Linked DNA regions of Mus musculus: region 1 is linked to region 2. A link is a contact called in public HiChIP or PLAC-seq data. All regions are on one chromosome and are shown on one strand. The core of a region is the stretch at or near the end of the contact, and the rest is flanking DNA. Distances in the headings are between cores, read along the strand shown. Region 1 holds the start of D030024E09Rik (RIKEN cDNA D030024E09 gene). Region 2 has its middle 180 kb from the start of Gm24696.

Region 1 (4,266 bases), core at 681-3,180, 240 kb before region 2:
TGGTTTAGCCAGACCCTGCAGTGACACATTCACACTGCTGCTGCTCAATGCCCTCCTTCACGAGGTCATCGATGGTCACCCACTTGAGATAGTGCTCTTCAACCCTTTCCCAAGTTCTGAGCATTTGACTTTTTTTTTTCCGGTTGATAATTTTATAATTCATACACATGTATGCTGTATGCTTCCCCTCCAACTCCTCCTGGGCCCCTCCTCAAATTTTGGAGTGCTATAATTCTGATATGCAATATGTATGTATATAACATATGTATATATAAAAATCTATCAAATTCCACTGGTGTTACTCTTAGATACATTTCCCGGGTCTATTCCTTAGCATCGGGAAACCTACGAAGGGACTTGTTTCTGGAGAAAACAAAGACTTCCTTCCTCAGCTCCGTATCTATAGGTGGGGCTGTGTGAAGTTCTCTTCCATTCCTTGTTGACATGTTGACAGATGTCATATTTTGCAGACTTCAAGCAAGTGTTCACTCTTGGAAGCAAGCTTGCACAGCTCTTTCTCATACTGGAAGAACCAGTCCTTGGTAAGAAAGCTTCCAGGTCTGTTCCAGAGAGATTCTTCAGGTACTATGACCAAATTATGTGGTGTCTCAGCAATAGGGTCTTACATTCAAGATCGGCAAGGCAACTAAGGGCAATGGAAAAAGCTTATATTGTTTTGGAGGTGTATTGGAGGCATGCAAGCGTAGAATTGGAGGTCTTGTTAGATGTCCCATGGCTGCTTGGAAAAACATCACTCTGTGTAGAATAAGTTCATCTAAACTATCTATATCGATATATCTATATCTTCATGCTTACATGGTATATGCTTATAAAATAATATGTCTTAATATGGCCCTTTCCAAAACCCCCAGTGTTATTTATCTTTTCCCCCTCTCCTTTTGCAATACCCATCATACCTTTTCCCTGGCTAGGGTCCTTCATTTTTCCCTTTTCCTTTCACACCACCTGTGTCCTACTGTCCCCTTTATGTCCCATCTTAGTCTCCACAATCTGATTATATTAACTTACATGGTAAAAAGACATTGAGTATACAGATCATTCCTGAATCTTGAAACAAGGTTATCTTGGTTTACTTAATTTGGCCCCAAAGGTTTCATGTAAGAAGGAGTCAAGAGTCTTAGTGCCAAAGAAGATGAATTAATGGCAGAAATACCAGGACAAGAGGGGTCAGACGATGGCCTCACTTCTCATTTTGGAGACAGGAAAAGACCACAATAAAGGTTGCAGGTGACCTCCAAAATCTGACTGGGGAGAACACACAGTATCCCCAAATCCCCAAGAAGGAATGAAACCATCCCGGCCATTTCCTTTTTAGCCCAGTAGAGGCAAGTGGGGCTCCTGTCTCCTGAATCACAGAGAGTAAGTTTGTGTGACTTTGTGACATTGAATTTTTGGTAACAGTCACAGCAGCAATAGGAAATGAACACAATGGAGATTGGAGGTCATAGGAAAATAGACTGGAATCCTCTTTCTCTGATTAGCTGTGGGACTAGAGACCAGTTGGTTAATCTCTGCAGTGCTTGTTGCTTTAAACCTTTACAATGAACTATAGAGAAATATGTTGTAGTTCAGATGAAGCTGGGTTGCTGACACCCCACATGTCACTGCTAGAAGTGCACCCACATACATGACTACTTCTCCCGGAAGTGCTAATGGGGCTCTTATTCGAAATACAAGTAAGCCTTTTTCAAACACATGTTGCAATCTCTCTGGTTTCTGTCACTTTCCTTCAGTTTCTGTGTGTAACAAAGTGTTAAAATGTGACCATCTCTCTTTGAGTTTAGCTAGAATCAAGAATAAGGCAAGAACCCTTTCATTGCAAGAGGAGTTCTGAGCCATTCTTACAGGACTGGAGTAGACAAAGCTGAAACAGAACCTTCAGCATCACTGTCGTTAGGGAAGGGAAGTGATGTAGAACTAGCGCTCAGTCCCCTGTGCCATCTTACAGTCTGGGCACTTGTTTACACACTCCTTTCTCATGTAAGTAGTTTCTACTCCTCTTCCCTCAATCTTTTCCTCACTCTTAAACTCTCTTCCTTGTCTCTTCCCCTTCCTTCCCTTCTTATTAATTGCTTTTATTCTTCTATTTTCCTTGATATTTCTTTCTGTTTTTTTCTCTCAAGAATTTTCTTCTTCTGGCCATGTTGAGAGTTCCCACTAAGGTTGTTTTAATTTCTTCCTGAATATTTAAAATGATTTATCATTTAAGCCTTTACTGAAGAATTTTATTGACCACACTTTGTGATTTGAAATGGTTGAGTTGACAAAAACATATAAGGGGATGGATTATGGAAAGTTGAATCAATTTTGTTCCTACCCCATGGTTGATTAGAGGACTCAAAATCATTCTGAGCATGTGTTCTATTCTCTTGGGGTTTACTGGACAGTTTTCTGGTGGAAAGTAATCAAAGAAGTCTACATAGCCACTACTCTTCCTCACTGGGTTGTACAACACTGAGGAAGGACCACACTGGGAAGGAAGGAACTCTCATTATGGGGGTTGGAAAGGATTCTTGCATCTTTCTCATAAGCAGGAAATAACCAAGGATAGAGGGTCATCCTAGAATAGAAAGAGAACCTTGAGATCATGTTGATAAGGTGGACTACCTTCTCTAAAGACTAAGGGTTGAAGTTAGGATGGATATTAGGTAAAAGATCTGTCCCACATGGAGGTATTTGATAGTCACTGATGAAGAGTCTGAGAGAAACCTGAGAGTGTCTTTTAGGAAAAAGGAACCAACCTTCCTACATGCAGGTCTGAGGAATACTGGAGGACAGTGCCCGTGCCAACTCAACACATAAATGGTTATGTGAGATTTTTCTTCCTATAGGTTGAACCTTGGAGAGCTCAGAAGTCAGTGTTGCCATTTGGGGAGGAGAGAACAAAACACTAAGTGTTTTCCCGGCTTTGGGCTCTCTGGCTACCCAATCTATACAGAAGTTCCAATGCCAACTGAAGCTCAGAGTCAAATCATTTTCCCCTGATTTATACACAATCAAATTGAGGCAACAGAAGTGCTGTCTGTCTTGATGGCTAGAAATAGAGATTTTCATTCCCAGCCGTGTCTAAGAAAACCGTGGAAACTATCTGAGAATTCATGCCAGGTCCAGAAGAGTGACAGTCCAGAGCGCTTTTGGGAAATGGTGGTTAGGAAGAAAAGGCGTGTCTGTGGTCTGCCAGTGGGCTAAAGTGTGAACTGTTTTTCCAGCACTCAGCAGATGCCTACACCCCCCCTGTCTCTCATTTCATCCTTTCCAGACCAACTCCTGAATCCCAGTCTGTGTTGGCTTCCCCCTTATCAACCTTATTTTTCATCTTCTATTCTTTTTCTCCCTTTGTAATAATATAAACTCCAGAAAGACATGTGTTCCTCTTTCCTCCACAATTCTGTCTTCAGCCTCTAGAACAACAGCTTTACAAAGTCAGTTTTTGATTCACATTCATCTAATAAAACCCACAGGTAAACACACCTGGCTGGCTTCATGTTCGTCAACTCAGAAGAACCCATCATTTTCTTAATATAAAACCTGGATCCAAGATTCTTTTTCTCAGGTACTAAGAGAGAGGAGAAAGTATAATAAAAAATTGGGTGAAGGCAGAGGTTGGGAGAAGGTGAGTGTGTGGAGAAGGTAGATGTGGGGAGAGGGCAGAGGTAGGGAGAATGCAGAGACAGGATAAAATCTTGGGCAGGAAGAAAATAAGAGAAAAAAAAGTAGAAGATGGGAAGGTACAGAGGTATGGCTCTCCTTACCAAAGGGTTGTTGTTAATACAATGAAATGGAATAATGTATGTGGAGAACTGAGGATATCTCATAAAATATACTAGAGCCATTTCTCAGTATCTGGGGGATTTGCTCCAGAACATATCTCCTCCCTTCAGATGCTCAAGTCTGTGAATACTTCTGTCCATGTATAAGAGTGTTTATATGTGACCATGGATGGTCTCCCATATACTCACAGCCTTCTCTGTGGGATATCAACACTGAGCATTGTGTAAGTGGCAGTAAATAGTAGTTATACTACACTGCTAGGAAAAATGATGGGAACCAAACTTATGTGTTCAGTATTGACAGGTCATATTGTTCTAACTCCAACTTAGACTCATGGTTGATTGAGATTTTACAGATAGAATCTAAAAATCCAAGGACCCAATAATGATATATCTATTGAAAAAATGTTTATATATATATATATTGTGTATAAGTCTTATTTAAGGTTCCTATTGTTGCAATAAGTCATCTTTC
Region 2 (4,023 bases), core at 912-3,411:
AACAAACATGTACACAACAAACAAATAGATACATTTTCTTAATATGTGAAAAACATTTAGACAGATGATATTTTTCGCTTTTATCCAACAGACAACTGTAAATGCTAGTTTTTGGTCCAAAGCAAAGCAAAAACAACTATATGAAAAATTCTCCTAAGTGAAAAATTATAATGTTATTATTTTCTGAAAACCCAGAAAACTAGACATCCAATAAATGAAGTAAGCAGGATTTTTTTTTCAAGTTGACTATTGGAAAAATGGAGAAATCATAAGTTAAAAATAGAAATTAAATCTAGGAATTAGTGGAAAGATAATTATTTGTCATCAGAATCCACTGATTACAAATGTATAGCATATTGTGAGGAACATATTGTGTAAATTGTCTTTATTGTTTTTTTCTATGAATAAATATTATGTTTGGAATTTTTTGAGATTGTAATACAATTATAACATTTCTCCTTCCAAATCCTCACTCTCCTTTAAATTCATGACCTCTTTTTTCCTTAATTGTTGTTGCATGCAGGTATGTATGCATATATACATATACATATTCCTAAATATACATATACAGATATATAAATATACACATATACATACCCACATAAACATTTATACATATACACATATATGCATAAATATTCCTAAATATAACCTCTTCAGACTATATAATGTTCCTTTTACTTATGCTTTTAAGGTTGATCAGTTGGTGTTGGATAACCAATTAGTGTGTTCTTCCCTGAGAAAGATCATCTCTCCCACTCCTAGCTTTGCTCACTTATCAATAGTTCCTTGTTTAGGGCAGAGACCTCAGGGACTCCATCCACTTTGAAAGTCCATTGCTATCATCTTTGTCCATCCTTGTTCATTTCACATTGGACAGTCAGGTTGGTTAGATCTTTTGAGTGTAGCTTCTGATGTTGCTAGGAGATAGCACCTCACAGCCAATAAGGGAGTGATTCCAGTTCAGATGTGGGGAGCAAACTCAGAAAGCAAAGCAGGGGACATAGAGAACAGTTACACACAAAGGACGAATGTCCTGACACAGGAAGTGGCACAGTAGAAATAGTACGAGTGAAAAAAATGTCTCTTCAAAAAGACTGTTAAATAAAATTAATGATGGTGATCTGGCTGGAAGGAGACAATGCTGTTCTACAAGAGAAGAATGGAACCTCTTTCATTTAAGCACTGCCTGCCTATGTTTCTGAGTGCCATCTGATACACTACCAGTGTGAAATGGTTCCAAAGAGCAACCACCAAATCTATTCAGGACATTGATAGATTAATAGATTAATAGAAACTATCTAAGATATTACATAAAAGTTTTTCATATTCTGAGATGCAGAAATTATTAGGAGTAAAGATGGCCTGCATGCTTTTTTTTTTAATCTGACCACAAAGCAGTTAATGTGTGGTTAGCTCTGAGGTCTCACATCTGAGCTATTGTTGAGACAAGTTAATTTCTCCTGTTTCTAGAACATTCCTGTAAGTTCTTCTTCAGTCTCAAATACAGGGCAAAATGAAAGCCAAACAAAACAACAAACAAACAACAACAAAACCAAAAACCTAAAACAAAGAAAATCAGTTTCTCGTCTTGAAGAAGAAGCCAGCACTGAACTCTACAGGGTTCAGTGAATCTATGTGTATCAGACACAGCTGAACATAAATTATCTATTAACTTTTGATATAATCCTGATTTTTCCAACGGTGTGATAACTCACAGCAGTCCTCTACTACATTGCCAGAATCACACAGCCAATAAACATCAGAACAGGATATAACCCCAGCCCATCTATCTGAGCCACCCATGCATTTAAAGAGCCTGCCTCATCATGTCCTAACACAGGACAAGCATGCTGCCTCTTCTGTATGTCCTTTTTCCATGTCCCACCTTCACATTCAGTGCTGGCCCAGAACTTGTGGTATTACATTAAGATACGGCCAGGAAGGGTCATAGGTGAGAGAAGAGCAATCCCACACCTACCCGTTTCTACAGCTGCACTGTTTCTTCCTTCAGATGAAGTTCGTGCTGTTATATAAAAGGAATGTTACCCAAATGCCTCCAGCATGAGTTTCCTTTTAAAGGAGAAATAGAAGAATGAGGCGTTTGGTTTTCCTTTGTTTGCCTGTAGCACCTATGTTAAGAATTTGTCCTTAAACCATGACTCACTCATTCTTGGAGCGAAGTACAAGGAAGTGAACAGATATAATACTTCTGTGAGATGTGGGCTTGAGCTTGTGTGGGAAAGATTGAACTGGGACCGTTAAGGCAACGTTTCATTCAAAACCCACCAATCCACCCCACCCTGCCCCTTCCCCAACAGTTCCCAACATGACTGTTGTTCCAGAAGGCCCATTTTCGGTCTTGCATGACTATCAAATATTCAGACAAGTGATATCTAGTTCCTTTGTATGTGGTTGCTTGCTGGATTGTTAAGGTTTATAATTATTAACTGAATCATTGGCTAGTTGTTCAGTAGGCAGTTGGATTGGGAATAGTTATTTACAGAACAAAAGCAGATGGCAGGACAAGTAGTTTAGATAGAGTGCAGGGTATATAAGCTTGAAAAGTATTGAGTTTTTGCAGATGGCATGGCATTAAGCTTTCAACTTAACCCACTGCATTTTAATTCCCTCGCTCTATAAGTGCATATGCTACCGGTAGAAAAGATCCTGTTAGAATACCAAGATCCCAGTTCTCAGTATATCAAGAACCATTCTAGAAAGTGACCCATTTGGGCAACTCCTAGCCCCCGACCTCTTCATCGCCAGCAATGTGGCTGCCTAGAAACTTCTCAGTGTAATTCACTGGCAACAGGGAGTTCCATGAATACCAGTGAGTCATCCTGCTGGCTACTGTGATCCACAAGTGGGATGCCTAGGTGCTCAGGATGTTTGCTTTGGAAGGAACTCACCCAAAGAATTTCTTTCCTTTGCATGAGACAATGAAGAGTGGGAAGTCACTCTGGGTGTGATTGTTTATCTCTCTTCTTTTATATCCATTGTTTAATTCCTGTGAAAATGCAAGTCCTGAAGCAATGAAAATTTAAGAATTTAGGAGGACCCTATAGAGAACAAAAATTTCAGTTGCCTGTGCTTATCCACTCATGAGGTCCTAATGTTCATTAAAAAACAAAAAAACAAACAAAAAAAAAACAAAGAAAGAAAGAAAAGAGAAGAGAAGAGAAAAGAAGAGAAGAGAAGAAAAGAAAAAGGCATCCTGAACTTCCTGCAAATTCTTGGCTTACACTGGAAATCAGTGTTATCACCCAATAGTGCCTGGTTATCAAAATGATACAACCCATGAATACTTCAATACCCTCCTGATTTCTGAATCAAGACTCAACAATACCACTCCCACTTGCACCACCGTCACGACCACCATCAGTACTACCACCACAAAAACCTATCACCAAGTAACATGTAAGTACCAAGTAACACAATAGCCAAAGGGAAATAGTTCAGACACAATTCTTTTATGTAGCAAAATGATTGGTGTGTCTTACTCTGTGGCTCAAGACTATCAGGGAAGTAAACTAATACTGATGTAATTCTCCCTCATTTCATTCATCGCCACAGACTGGGCAATCTCCCATGGCCAGCTGAATTCAAGCTTAGGAAACCGAGAGGCCCAGGTAGACTGCACTTTTTCTTACTCATATCCATTTGACATGTAAAAAGCATTCCCTTAAGGACTCTTGAAAATGGGCCTTCAACATCTTCTTGCCTGGAACTGAGTAAGATGGCTTTTCCTCGTGGTTGAGGAAGGCTGCAGAATGAGAATCCAGAATCTGCAGCCTTTTCTATGGAACATCGAAAAGGGAAGAAAGGCACGGTTGTAAACTGCCAGCTAGTATGATATCAAACCTGCTTCTTACCAGAGACACGGAGTTGCCTTAAACAAACAAACAAAACAACAGCACCTGCTGAGAACTCCTTGGAGAATTTACCATTGTCTTCATAACACCCAGTTGCTGCTGTTGAACAGATTTTATGACAAATCAAACATATAGAACAAAGGTTATG

The links. HiChIP or PLAC-seq counts read pairs in DNA pulled down with a chosen protein or histone mark.
Region 1: a contact with region 2 is called in a FOXA1 HiChIP or PLAC-seq map of pancreatic cancer cells. The contact joins the promoter of D030024E09Rik here to the enhancer-like site in region 2. A contact is called at or near these places in 3 of 115 datasets of contacts at active chromatin or transcription factors (CD8 T cells, extraembryonic endoderm stem cells and pancreatic cancer cells) and 1 of 9 other capture datasets (embryonic stem cells).

Annotation. Positions count from the first base shown.
Region 1 is chr15:61,772,115-61,776,380 of GRCm38.p6, reverse strand. D030024E09Rik (RIKEN cDNA D030024E09 gene) reads left to right here and starts at 1,930. Exons shown (of 5, transcript NR_040350.1): 1 at 1,930-2,001; 2 at 3,483-3,574.
Region 2 is chr15:61,531,074-61,535,096 of GRCm38.p6, reverse strand. No RefSeq gene overlaps it. Among named protein-coding and RNA genes, the nearest start is that of Gm24696, 180 kb to the right of the region's middle. Within about 2 kb of position 2,161, at least 64 of the 459 cell types and tissues checked have an H3K27ac peak or open chromatin away from gene starts, as enhancers often do. A contact at or near this core is called in extraembryonic endoderm stem cells and pancreatic cancer cells, where this site is marked.